Linked DNA regions of Sus scrofa: region 2 is linked to region 1. A link is a contact called in public HiChIP or PLAC-seq data. All regions are on one chromosome and are shown on one strand. Each heading gives the region's core, a stretch centred on a gene start, on an enhancer-like site or on the middle of the called end of the contact. The rest is flanking DNA. Distances are from core to core; before and after follow the strand shown. Region 1 holds the start of SCYL3 (protein-associating with the carboxyl-terminal domain of ezrin). Region 2 holds the start of SLC19A2 (solute carrier family 19 member 2).

Region 1 (6,966 bases), core at 1,932-4,431:
TTAAATATCTGTGGTGTGAACTGAAGTTTGTCACTTGCCATCGGCCTCTACATGGATTAAATTATGAGCCACCACAGCTGCTTACCCACAGCACCTCCTGAACAGAGCTCAGAGTGGACACCAGGAGTGATGCCCTCTGTGCTCTGGGAAAACTGGAAGAACAGGTCTTCAGATAGTCAGATATTTTTAGGAGAAGGTTTTATGTGCCCAATTCTTGCATCTCCTCATATCTAGAGAAAGACTAAAATCCTTCATGGTGATGTCTGCTCCTTGTGACTGGTGGTAACCTTCAGGAGATCAGCAACAAATATTTGTAAAATATGTGTATGGCTGCGTGCACCTCCCCTCACCTTTATCACATCCCTATATTCCCCCTTTTCCTCCTTGGGTGGTTTCAGCCCAGTCAGTAGTTAAGGATAAAAAAACGATGTCGGGGTCATCTGCAAACGCAGTCTCCTCCAAGGGTGAGAGGCAGTGAGTCCTGCAGGCTATGAAAACTCAGGATACTGGCCCCAATAGCAGAGGTACATATCAAAGGAACGATTTCAGTGAGCCCAGGCCTCTTTTGTTCTTGCTCCCCGCCCTTTGTAACAAAAACTCCTATAAATCCTAGCTCCTCCCTCAGTGCCACTGAGCAGTTTCTCAGAGCTACCTGAGGTGCTGTCTCCCAGGCTTAAGTCCTAATTTTGCCCCAAATAAAACTTAACTCTCAACTTCCAGCACATTTTTTTAAAGTCAACAGTGGAATAAACATAGTCTGTAACATAAGGCTGTAAGTTCTATAGCATTTGTATAGTGTTTACAGTTTACAAAGGCCAATATTCCTCACAACATGGGTGTCAGGCCATTTGTGGTCAACTTTAAATTTCTTCAGCACAGACAGGGTAATATTCTGTGTGGGTTAATTGGTTGAAGCTATGCCCTAGAAGTAGCTAGCATTCTAGTTATCAGGAATCCACATTCCGGGAGTACTTAACTAGCATCATACCAGAAAGGCCACATTCCAGATATGTAGCTACAAATTACTTTAGTCAGCTTGACATTCGAAGACTCTAGATGTTTTGTTAATTATCATAGTGAATACCAGAAATGGCTTTTTATTGGCAAAAATATTGAGGCAGAAGGTTAACTCAGGTAGTCAGTGTAGGAGCATGGGCTTTGATGCATTCTTTGATATTGCCATTGATTAACTTTTGTGGCTTAAGGGTTCCAGGGAGTAACACTTCCACAGGCTTTGTTTTATTATAAGAAATGAGCGTTCCCCGCTGGCTTTGTTTAATATAGAAAATGCAGATCTCTAGCCCACTCCTCAACTGATAAAAGAGGAATGAGAGGAGTTCCCGACGTGGCGCAGTGGTCAACGAATCCGACTAGGAATGATGAGGTTGCGGGTTCAATCCCTGGCCTTGCTCAGTGGGTTAAGGACCTGGCATTGCCGTGAGCTGTGGCGTAGGTCACAGATGTGGCTCCGATCCTGCATTGCTGTGGCTCTGGTGTAGGCTGGTGGCTACAGCTCTGATTAGACCCCTAACCTGGGAACCTCCACATGCCTCGGGAGCTGCCCTAGAAAAGGAAAAAAAAAAAAAAAAAAAAAAAAGGAATGAGAGGAATTGTAAAAGAAAAGGACAAAAGAAAACAAAACAACCCACAGAACTTCCAGGACATTTCCAACCCCCAAAGCCCTACTGGACAAGGACTGCTATAGGTACTTGAATAAGGCCAATGAGGGAAAACCACATTTTTCTGAACCCCACTTTGGTGCCTCTCCCCACCTTTAAGAGATAAAAACCCCTATAGGACAATAGAGAAAGGGGGCTCTTCTCTCCCCTCCCAGCAACCCTGGGAGCGATCAGCTTTCCTTTAATAAAGACATTGATTGCTGCCTGTGTGTTCCTGGAGGTCATCCTTCCACCACCTTGAACGAGAACCCGGATTCCAGTATCATCTTTCTGGCACCAGTATCAGCTTATTAGTTATGATGAATACTAGAGATGAGGTCTCAGAGAATGATCTCCACTCCTGAATAAACATGGTCTAAAAATTTGAGTCCTCAGCCTTTAGAGATGCCATCTAAGGTTTCATCTCTATTGGTCCTGGAAGATTTCTGGTTGCCAGATGCTGAGAATAACTATGATAACAGAATCCTACCATAACAGAATCCTACCTCTGCAGCCCTCTACTTCTGCTTCTCAACTTTCTAGAATGGCACCCCCCATACTATAGTTGCTATCTATAAGTGACTTTTGAGCACTGAAATATGGCTAGTTTAAATTGTAAAAAATACACATCAGATTTTAAAGACAGTACAAAAAATGTAAAATATCCCATTAATAATTTTTTATTATATTTTAACACCTATCTTCTGGATAGGTGTTAAAAAAAGGCAAAAAAAAAAAAAAAAAAGGAATGAGAGGAATGGTGAAAGAAAAAGACTAAACAAAACACCTATCTTCTGGATAGGTGTTAAAATATAATATTAACTTCACCTCAGAGTTTTTACTGTTTTTAATGTGGTTACTGGAAAATTTAAAATGACGTATGTGACTCAAATTGTATTTCCATAGGACAGTGCTGACGTAGGACAGAGCTCGATCTTCAATAACTTAACAGGACAGATAAAATACTATTTGTGTCTACTTTCTAATAAATACTCATTTCTGAATAAGGGACAAAGTTTGGTCTGATATTTGCTTTTATTTAATCGGGTAAAGAAATTGTGGGGTCCTTGTCCATATTGCTATAGACCAAAAAGAATTAAAAATTTTTAGGTGATCAAATGACTTAGCTGTCAACTGTTAGGTAGTAGAAACGTTAAAAACCAGCGATGATAATAACTACTACTAAGTCACATGCAAGATAACAGAAAAAAACTTGGTTGGAATCATGTAGTTTTAAAACTATCACGTATATTCTTTATTCCACAACACGCTATTAAGTAGCAACGATTAATATTAATAATAAGTACTATTAAGAGTCCTAACTTGACTCCTTGCAGAATTAACTGTAACTTCGCATCTTCTGCCTGAAAGGCTTCAGCGGCAATCACATCAACCTCCGCCAGCTTCAGCCGCGGACCCGCGCTACTCGGCCCACACAGCACAGCCAATCAGGGCTTTGGGGTGAGCTACGTCACTCTTCCGAAAGTCCTCTCCAATTTCCACAGTGCTCCTATTCTCCGCCCGCCTCTTTCCTATTTGTCCAAGGCGGCGGCGGACGGCCATTTTAGATTTGGGCGGAAATGCAGTTCAAACTGTGCGGTTAAAAGCCTGAAAATTAAAATCAAGCCATATTTGCACGTTAAACTTAAGGCCCAAGAAAGCAGTCACCTTCACGGACTAACTAGGCCGCGGGCACAGAGAGTGAACGGCGGAGTCGGCACCGGCGCCCACACTCAAGATGGCACCAGCTTGAGAATCACCCTCGCGGCCGCTCTATCTCGGTTCCGGGTTCCTTCGCTTCAGTGGTGGTGTTGGAGGGCTGAAGGCTGGCATTCTATCCGGCTTCCGGACAGTCTCTATGGTGCCGGAGGGACCAGACCTCAGAAGATTGTGGGTGTAGTGGCCAGAGCGTCACGGGGGAGGTGAGGGTGGTTGGTGTCAACAGGGGGCGAAGAGGGGACCGGAGCCAAGACCCTCGCCCGCCTCCCCCGCCGCCCTCCCGCAGGTAACAGGGAGCCCCACGCGGCGTCCTCCGTCAGTGCGGGCCTGGGCCGCGGGGGAGGGGGCCGGGCCGGGTGCGAGGCGGTGGGCGCGCGCGCCCCGATCTCGGGTCCGCGCTTGGGGCCCGCTCGGGGGCGAGCTCGGCGCGGCGCCGCTGCCGGTTGAGCTCTGCACTCCGGCTCCGCGCAGCCTCTCCTTGCTGAATGTGGGGCGCCCTGCTAACCTGGGCTTCCCGGGCGACCCCCGCCCGGTGCGGCGCTGGCGGCCGGAGCTTTCGAAGGAAGCGAAGGAGTTTCGCCTCGCGGGCAGGTGTGGAAGGTGAGGGGCCAGCGTCACAGGACTGCCGCCCCTGCCCCTCAGTGGTCCCGAGGAGTCGCGGTTGGACCCCCGCTCCCCTGCCCCAGCCCCCTGGCCGCCCTCCTCGCAGCGGGCAGGGCGAGTGTGCGCGGCGGGCCGGGACTGTGCCGGAGGCTGCGTGGCCAAGCCGCGGGAGCCTAGGGTTCCCCGCGCTGGATGCTGCCTTCATTTTCGATCCAAGACCAGTGCCAGGCCCCCAGAGGCCAGTTGGCTCCTGTCTTTGGGTAGTGCTTTTTGTTAAGAATAAAGATGAAACATTTCCCGGAAAATCATTTATAGGAAACCATGTGAGTCCTGAATTTTGGAATCCCTGTTACTATTTTTAAGTATTTTTTTATGCATACCCACATAACATCCCATGTCTTAGCTGAAATCATACGTAGTTCTTTTGGTCCATAAAGGCTTCATTATGTATTGCTGGACTGAGTTTAAGGAATGTATATGTGAAAGAGATCAAAGCAAAGGGTCTGAAGTACTGTTATCACCAGATGGCAGAATACGAATCAATACACGGTGCCCTTTGAACTCCCAATGCAAGCCCTTATGGTTGGAACTTCCAAGCCCAGGGAGCTAGGATCAAGATCATCTCGATTAATTGCTGTGAAATGAACAGAGGGAGAGAGCGTTCCCCGGAGCACACTGATTTCTTAGTTTAGTGTATGAGTTGCCCCATGACCTAGACAAGGGCTTTTAGTCCCACAGGTGGCCCAGAAACTTGATATGCTGGCCAAGGAAGCAAAAGGATGGAGGAAGATAGGTGAACAACATTTTAAAGAGAAGATCATGATGCATGTTCATGTCAGAAACTGGCTACCCAGCGTTTATTAGAGGGTGGAGATGGTAAATTCTGCAAAATACCCATGCTAATATCACAATATTAGAATATCCTTTTCTGCATTTTTGTGATTTCTTAATTTCAAAGTTAAAAGGTTTTATGTTTCCCCCTTAACTCCTCAAAACAAAAAAGAGCACTTTGGAAGTCCAGATATTTTTCTTTATCAGTATTACATTTCAGTAAGCCAGTTTTAGCTGAATTAAATAATTTTTAAAACACTTTGTATCAACAGTTTTGATGCCTCTTAGGAGACAGTTTTGTGAAGTTAAGAATTAAGAATTACTGCTTTTAAGACATCTTCAAATTACAGTCAACAGTACATCTTATTTCCCCTTAATGAAGTTTGCACTGGACATGGGCTCTAACCCAGCTACTCTGTAAGCATTGCACGGATAGTATCATGGACTTCTGTCAGCATTAATCATGCTTTCAAAGCAATGAAATGTTATCCTTTTGAGTTCTTACAAGAAAGGGATTCATTCCTTTTTAATTTTTAGGTGGTATTTTCTTAGGGTCTTAGACTCAAATATGCACTGCTAAGAAAAACTACCAGTTTTAACTTCTTCCTATAGCTTTTTTAACCCTCAATTGTTAATGATATTATAGTGGGATTCATAATGTTAGATGGAAGGTTAATAGTGTTCCCACGAGGAACTGTTTTGCTATTTAGAAATGACTAAGTAAATGGCCATTGCTGTACCTTTGCTGACTGCCATTCATTCAGCTAGAGCCCTGCCACTGAACTCTCATGACCGTTTTATCTCCTTTAGAGATTAATATTAAAACTAAGTAAATGGCATGAAGATTCTCTGCCAAGAAAATTTTCATTTTCCTGCAGCAGTTCCTTATGTGTGAATTTTGGAAAGCTCTATTTTGTGGCTAGGAGAGAGAAGGAAGTTAGACTAGCTTCATCCATATATACACTTTCCAAAGTGGCACTTCTCTTCTCCCTCCTCTAGTCTGACTGGTTTTTTCAGACAGGAGGAGTTAAAAAGAACTGCTTGTGAAATGGCAGTTGGTTTCTCAGAGCAGAGACCCATTCAGGCTAACTCAGGGGGTACCTCAGGCTACCCAGGATTGTGGGTGGCAGTGAGGAAGTGGATTTGAAGCTGGGCTTCCTGTAGCCTTGAAATGGGGTAGAACGTGTTCCTCTAAATCTAAGTCATTCTCCTAGTGTTTGCATTTCCTTCTCCTGCTGCCAGCTGGCTTCCTCTCTGCTTGCCAGTTTTCTGCTTTTACATGGCTTTGCCTTACCATAGCCCTGACTCTATCCTATGACATCCTTTTACCTTCAGCTATGCTAATAAGACAAAAATATCTCTTGTTCATTCAGATTCCTGGGGCAAACAGTGATTGGCTCTGCATTCAGGCTCTGGGTCCTAGAGATGGCTCATGTGAGAATTGTCTACAGGGTAGGCACCAGACCCATTAACTGTGTCCAAGAAGAGGAGTGCAAGACCCAAGTACTAAACATGACCCTCCCTACAGGAGCTAGGGTTGGGGGGCGGGGCGTTGCCAGAAGGCACCCCACCATCTCCAGAATAGAGGTATTAACAGTAGTTGCTTTTCTGTGATCCTATATAAATGCTAATTTTATTTGTAGTCCCAGGAGGAAGGTGGATGTTTCACAGTTGACCCTTGAACAACATGGGTTTGGACTACACAGGTCCACTTAGAGGCAGATTTTTTTTCAATAAATAGGCACTGTAGTACTTCACAGTTGACAGCTGGGTGAATCCCCTTAGTTGGTTGAATCCACTGATTTGGAATGGCAAATACAGAAGGCTGACTAATGTACTCAAATTTTTGATTGAGAGGGTGTTGGTGCCCCAACCCCTGAATTTTTTTTTTTTAAAGAGTCTACTGTAGTTGAGATAACTTGCCATTTTTCCTTTCTTCCTCTCTTTCTTTCTTTCTTTCTTTCTTTGTTATTCTTAAGAAAGATAAATTGCTAGGAAAGTAGGAACTCTGAATTTGTTACAAAGCCAACATAGTTTTTATCCTCAGAAACATTCTTGGGTTTTAAAAAACATCAAATTTTTTTTGTCTTTTCTAGGGCTGCACCTGAGGCATATGGAGGTTCCCAAGCTAGGGGTCCAATGGAAGCTGTAGCTG
Region 2 (6,966 bases), core at 2,391-4,890, 380 kb after region 1:
TTCTCCAAAGATGATATACAAATGGCTAACATACATTAGTCATTAGGGAAATGCAAATCAAAACCACAAATGACAGCATTCCACACCCCTAGGATAGATATTTTTAAAAAGGAAATAGACAATAACAAGTGCTGGCAAAGATGTGGAGAATTGGAATCCTCATTACATTGCTGGGGGAATGTTAAATGGATTAGGTTCTAGAGAAAAGTTTGGCAGTTCCTCAAACATTTGAACAGAATTATAAAGTGATCTGGCAATTCCACTCCTATATACCCCAAATAATTAAAACCAGGTATTCAAAAACTTACATACAAATGTTCATAGCAGCACTATTCACATAGCCAAAAACAGGGGAAAATATCCAAAAGTCCATTAATTGATCAATGGACAATCAAAATGTGTTATATACATAAAGTGGGATTTTTTTCAGCTGTAAAAAGAATGGAGTACTGATACATGCCACAATGTTGGTGAACCTTGAAAACCTTGAAAGAAGGCAGAAGCAAAAAGGCACATATTGTACAATTCCCTTGGTACAAAACATTCAGCATAGGTATCTACAGAGGCAGAAAGCATATTAGTGTTTGCTGGGGGTGGTGGGAGGGGAGAATAGACAGTGATTTCCTAACAGGTCCAAGTTTCCTTTGAGGTGATGAAATTTCTTAGAACTAGAGAGAAGTGATGGTTGCACAGCACTGTGAATGTACTAATGTCACGGAATTGTACACTTAAATACAGTTAATGAGAAATCTCGCACTGCGTGAATATTACTTTAATTTAAAAAATATATTCTATTTACCTCTGTATTAGTTTCCTATGGCTGTATAACAAACTACCCCAAACTTAGCTGCTTAAAAAATTATAACAACTTAACTCACGGTTCTGTAAATCAGAAATCCAGGTGGGCTTGGGCGCTTTCTCTTCTTAGAACTTGACAGGCGGAAATTAAGATGTTGGCTGTGATGCGCTCTAATCTGGAGGCTCTTTGGAAGAAGCCACTTCCAAGTTTGTTTAGGTTTGGAGCAGAAAGCAGTTCCCTGTGATTATAGGACTGAAATCCCCAGTTCCTTGCTGGCTGTCAGCCAAGAGTCAGCCTCAACTGCCACAGGGTGCCCACATCTTTGGCACACAGCCTCCTGGAGCAACAGTGTGACATAGCTTTCTCCTTTTTCAAACATCTTTGCCTCGTTTGTTACCAGCAGGAGATAATTCTCTGCTTTTAAAGGGCTCCTGTGATTACATTGGGCCCACCTGGATAATCTCACGTTTGCCACACAGTGTAACAAACAGTTGTATTATCTCATTAAATTCAGGGATTCCACTCCACACTCAAAAGGGAGGGGATTACACAAGGCAAGGCTCACTGGGGGTCATTCTCAGAACTATTCCATGACCTCTTAGAGAAAATAATGTTTTAAAAAGTTTTTTCCTAATTCAAGAACAATTATTGTTAATGCCCAACATTGCAAAGAGAAGTTGAGGTGCTTAAGTGATTTATACCAAGGAAAATATTTCAGAACCAATGATTCACAGATTAACATAATTTAGGTCTCCAAGATTCAGGGAAGGGATGGAAAGCTGTTTTTAATAAGTGCACTTCTCTTTCTGAGGCCTCTTTTGTTTTTCTTTCTCTCTCTCTCTCTCTCTCTCTCTCTCTCGCTCTCTCGCTTTTTGGCTTTTTGGGCTACACCCGCATCATATGGAATTTCCCAGGCTAGGGATCGAATCAGAACTGCAGCTGCCTGTCTACACCACAGCCACAGCAACACCAGATCTTTTAATCCACTGAGCAGAGCCAGGGATCAAACCCACATCCTCATAGATACTAGTTGGGTTTGTTACCACTGAGCTACAACAGAAACTCCTCCTTTTCTACTAAAGCACTGAATGCAAATCCAAAGGCAAAGAAATTGCCAAGAGGACCACTAGTGTTTTAGGGGACTAGATAATTGTATTATGCAGATTACAAGTTCTTACTTTGAGGCCTCAAGACTTCCTGTTATTTAGGGCCCATAAAGACTCTTTATTTTTGTGAGTTATACCTACTGGTAGTGCCATATTAGAAATTCATTTGGAAAGTTTCTAAACACAAAAATTTACAAACACATATTCTCTTATCCTTTAGAGGGATGTCATCACACATCAGGTAGTCTCCAGAGGGCAAAAGAAAGTAAAGTCCTAGTATTATTATGAAAGTAGTTTGACATCGTGGAATTCTGAAAAGATCCCACAAATCCCTAGGGCTTCCTGAACCACACTTTGAGGCCCACTGATAGATGCAAATACCAACAACTTCATTCCTTCAGTGATTAATCAACTCACACATTTCAGTGCATTCACTGCACAGTCTTAGAAACAAATCTCCATTCCCTTTACTGGTATGTCCTTCCATGTGGTAGAGAGAGTCATTTTTTGTGGCTGATAGCAAAAAGTATCCTCTTTGCAAAAAGGGTCATTTGCTGACTCAGAAGGGAATTTGAGATGATTCGTGATATACATAAAGCAAAACAGTTCAAAATGTTTTCTGTGAGCTTCTGGCAGTATCTGTACTCTACAAATACTGCACAGGAGAAATTGCTTTTGGTGCAGCTTGGTCTGCAGTGAAAGGACTGGGATACCGTCAAGCTGAGTCAGGCAGAAAAAGAGAGAAGTGAAAGCAAACCCTGGGTATTTTCAAGCTTTGCCCTTGAAAACTATGCCAAGACTTTTTTTTTTTAATAAAGAGGTGATACTTTGCTGTTGCTTTAATGACTCGGGATTTCCCCCTTACCCTTTAAACACAGGATATATCTACAATTATGTTTACTTTCTTTGTACCCCGCTTACAAAAAGTAATGAAATAAAGCTAATACCCTTAATTAGAACTCCATCATGGTCCTTCTGTTAAGTGACTAGCTCATTCATTCTTTTCACAGTATTTTATCGTTTTCCAGCTCGGTCTTTTGGTAAACGCCCTGAACTGCTTAGGTTCCAGGCTTCCCATGTCTTTTTACTGCAGATGAATACAATCTACAGACTGAAAGCCGCTGGAAGAAAAATAGAGCATTCTTCCGCCTCAAGGTTAAATCTTTGCCCCGCGCTGGCCGCTTGAGGAGAATGTGAGCGGACGTCCAGAGAGGGACTGCGTTTAAAAATGAGAGAGAAGACTGGAACAGCGTTTTCCTCTCCGTGGGGATAAAGCCCACATGGAGCACTCCGGAAAGGTGAGCTGCTGCACTGAGCATGACCGAGCCGACCTCCAGCGTGGGCGGGCCGATCGCCGCCTGACCGTCGCGCGCCGAAACCACAAGCAGTCGCGTTAGGAGCTGAGTCCTCCAAGTCCTCGGCGCCCGAACCAGAGGACGTCAGCCGCCAGGCGTGTTGCAGCCACCGCCACCGCCCCGGGCTCCCAGCTTGTGACCAATAGAAGAGAAGCCAATGCCCTACGTCCGCTGTGATTGGCTCCCAGCGGGGAGGCGGTGGCGGAAGGTGGGTCTTCGGGAGTGTCAGGTTTTCCGTGGCGCTGCGGGCGGCGACACGTGAAGATCCTGCTGCCAGGAAAAGCTGAGAGGTTCTGCGGTCGGAGGCGGCCATCCCAGAAGTGCTTGGCCCTGCCGGGAGGAGGAAACACTTACGATCGCAGGTGCCCGCACTGGGGCAGTGCTTCAACCTGACTCCAGTTGGTGGAAGACGAAAAGGAGCAGGAAGGGGCCGGGTCCCCGTCCCTCGCGCCCCGGATGGATGTGCCCGGCCCGGTGTCCCGGCGGGCGGCGGCGGCGGCCGCAACCGTGCTCCTGCGCACGGCTCGGGTCCCGCGCGAATGCTGGTTCTTGCCCACCGCGCTGATCTGCGCCTACGGCTTCTTCGCCAGCCTCAGGCCGTCTGAGCCCTTCCTGACCCCCTACCTGCTGGGGCCCGACAAAAACCTGACGGAGAGGGAGGTAGGCGCGGCGGGAGGACGCTGGCTCCGCTGGCAGAGGGGACGGGCGGGCCGAGGCGGGTGCGGTTGAAAGACAGGACTGAGAAAGGCGCTTGAGCCCCAGGAGCCATTCTGGGGAGAGATTCCTGAATGTTCCTCTTTGAAAAAAGGCTTCTTGCTGGGCGCTGCCGTAATTCATGCTGTTTTTCTGTCCTCCGTTGAATTTATAGGACATGTTTCAGGTGAAGGGTTCGGAACGCAGTTCGGAAACCCTAGTGCCCTTGTGCTTCAGGCGATGTGCGGATGATGCTGTAACTGTGTAACTCTGCTCAGACTGAACCAGTAGTGGGAGGGGGGCGGGGAGGAGAAGAATATTTGGAGAAAAAAGGGAAAACAGCAGGTTGTACTTCGAACATAGTGAAGGTTTAAATAAATATTTGCTGCCTGAAAGTAAGGAAACAGATGCAAGGCAACTCCTGTTTTCTGAAAGGATCTTCCCTCTACCTACTGTACCCTCTTCCTTCCCCTACCTTACTTTGTTTACCCTTGACAGATAGATGTACTCAGATAAGGACTGTATAGGACAAGAACCCATCCCTTATCTCGTCTTGATTTTTAATTGCGTGAGACTATGTCCTAGAATATGCCCTGCCTCTCACCTCTACCAACCTCCTGGGATAAAAGCAGATATTTAGGTGTTGTCACATAGTTGGAATTTAATTAGAGTTCTTCTGGCATTGTGAATTGTTGCTTCACGGATGTTAGTCTTGCTCCTTTCTGTTCTGCTGTGTTCAGAGTAATTGAGAGTACATAGTCCATGATCAAGAACTTCTTGCTGAGTGATTTTCCCTGGGAGGATATTTAAGTACTCCAGAAGTGCATGGTGTGCTTTAAAAATGTATTTAACTCTTTAAAGTGTATGGTCAATCTCAACACTTGTTTTTTGAAGAAGATATTAACTGAAGAAGGAGTTAAATTTAAGGTGCTACCACAAGGCCCAAATAAAGCAGATTCAGCATCCTTTCCCTTGAACACTACAAAGCATGAAAACTGAGGCCCGGTATTCCTTTCTGGAACAATACAAAGAGTGAAAGCTGAGTGGGGAATTGTTAGCCGTTTTTTCCTCTGTCAACTCTTCCTCCCACCCTGCCTCCCTGCTCCAGTGCCTATGAAATATTTCTCCCATTTAAACCTTACTCCTTCCCCTGTGAGTAGTAGTCACTTCTGAGTAGCAACTTGGTATCCCTGCATAACAGGTTAGTGCAGGATATAATTACTCATAGTCCAGTTTGTTGTTGCCTTGCTCCTCCATTTTTTTTTTAAGTTTTATTGAAGAATGATTGATTTACAATGTTGTGATAATTTCTTCTGTATAACAGTGATTTCAGTTGTACATATACACACATTCTTCTTCAGAGTCTTTTCCCATATAGATTATCACAGAATATTGGGTAGAATTCCTCGTGCAGGTCCCCATTGGCCAGTCAATCCATACACCACTTCTATTTTTAAGAGAACTTAACAGGGAATTGAAAATTGGCATTGAACCCTGGGTTGAGGATTTCACTTGTTTCTCATATCATCTCACCACTAGCAAGTAGCTTTTACCCAACATTAGATCTTCTATTTCGCAGTCATATGGACCATTCATTACCTGTTTGAACTATAATATTTTTTAAAAACAATAGGAAAGTGGAAGGAGCCAACTCTTATGAATAGAATGGTTCTACAGGAAAAAAATGACAGTAAATACAAAAGAGAATGATTCTGGAGACCCTTAACAACTGAATCTGAGTATAGCCACTGAAGCAGAAATGATTCTGCTTGTGGGCTGCTAACAATTAGTTTCATGTGAACTGCCATGTGATCTGCACAGCTTGTGCACATGGGGGAAAAACATGCTCCCAGTGTTGATATTTGAAAGCAGACCTACTTTGTCCAAGTGCCCTGGGTGGAATTGGTATGTGATGTGCAGTCACTTGCCCTGTCTTATCAGAAAGCTTCCTGGGGTGAGTGAAATATGTTCAGGGGTATAGGAATGAGGCAGGGGTACCCTAGCCCAGGAAATAGTTGCTGAATGTATAACAGAAACATAGCACACTTCTGTTACTGCAAGTTAGATAAGGAAGATGGCAGGTCTGAAGAGAAATCTGGTGGTCTGGAAAGGGCTGTCATTTGTCTCTGAGGACCTCAGAATCATAGCCAGCTCTGCTGGTCATATGCAGCAGGTCATGTGTTGTGCACAGTATGGCTCTGTCCACCCTCTCTTGAACCCTGGATTTTTTGAATCTCCAATAATTGAAATAAATAGGACAACTTGTTCTCCTTCCTGAGTGCTTGTTTTCATCAGTGGGGAATTATATATTTATTTAATATTACATGATTTTTAGGCAAGGCGAATGTCAAATCATAGTCAGTGATATTTGTGTTGAATTTTGTATTTTCCCCCAGGAGACTTTAGATGGGCCAAGTGTGATCATCTTAAACAGAGCTATTGTTAACCAAGTCCAAAGACAAAAGGGGCGGAGAGGTCAGAATTTCCTCTTCCACTCCCAAAGGATTTTTTTTTTCTTAGATTTCAGGAGAACCATTAACTTGTATCACTTTATAATTTATTTATTTATTTATTTTTGTCTTTTTAGGGCCCTACCCACAGCATATGGAGGTTCCCAGGCTAGGGGTGGAATTGGAGCTATAGCAGCTCTCCTACACCACAGCCACAGCAACGTGGGATCCAAGCCACATCTGTGACCTACACCACGGCTCATGGCAAAACCGGATCCTTAACCACTGAGAGAGGCCAGGGATCAAACCTGCGTCCTCATGGATGCTAGTCAGATTCTTTTCCACTGAGCCACAATGGGAACTCCATCACTTTATAAATTTTAAACAGGTTAAACTTTGACTGTGTTTCAATAGGTGAAAGCCACACCTTTAAAAAAATAGAGCTCTTTATCACCAAAAGCTTTTTTCCCTTCATCTTTTTCAGCATGTGATTTGACATTCACTAGCTTTTGTTGATATATTTAAAACATTAAAACTATTTTCCTGATATTCAGAGCCTTAGA

What was found. HiChIP or PLAC-seq counts read pairs in DNA pulled down with a chosen protein or histone mark.
Region 2: an H3K27ac HiChIP or PLAC-seq map of alveolar macrophages shows a contact between it and region 1. The contact joins the promoter of SLC19A2 here to the promoter of SCYL3 in region 1. A contact is called at or near these places in 1 of 5 promoter capture datasets (liver), 2 of 47 Hi-C or Micro-C datasets (heart right ventricle and skeletal muscle) and 1 of 2 datasets of contacts at active chromatin or transcription factors (alveolar macrophages).

The regions. Positions count from the first base shown.
Region 1 is chr4:81,130,854-81,137,819 of Sscrofa11.1, forward strand. It overlaps SCYL3 (protein-associating with the carboxyl-terminal domain of ezrin), which reads left to right and starts at 3,182. Exons shown (of 14, transcript XM_001927973.6): 1 at 3,182-3,663.
Region 2 is chr4:81,506,581-81,513,546 of Sscrofa11.1, forward strand. It overlaps SLC19A2 (solute carrier family 19 member 2), which reads left to right and starts at 3,641. Exons shown (of 6, transcript NM_001142667.1): 1 at 3,641-3,920. The coding sequence starts at 3,717.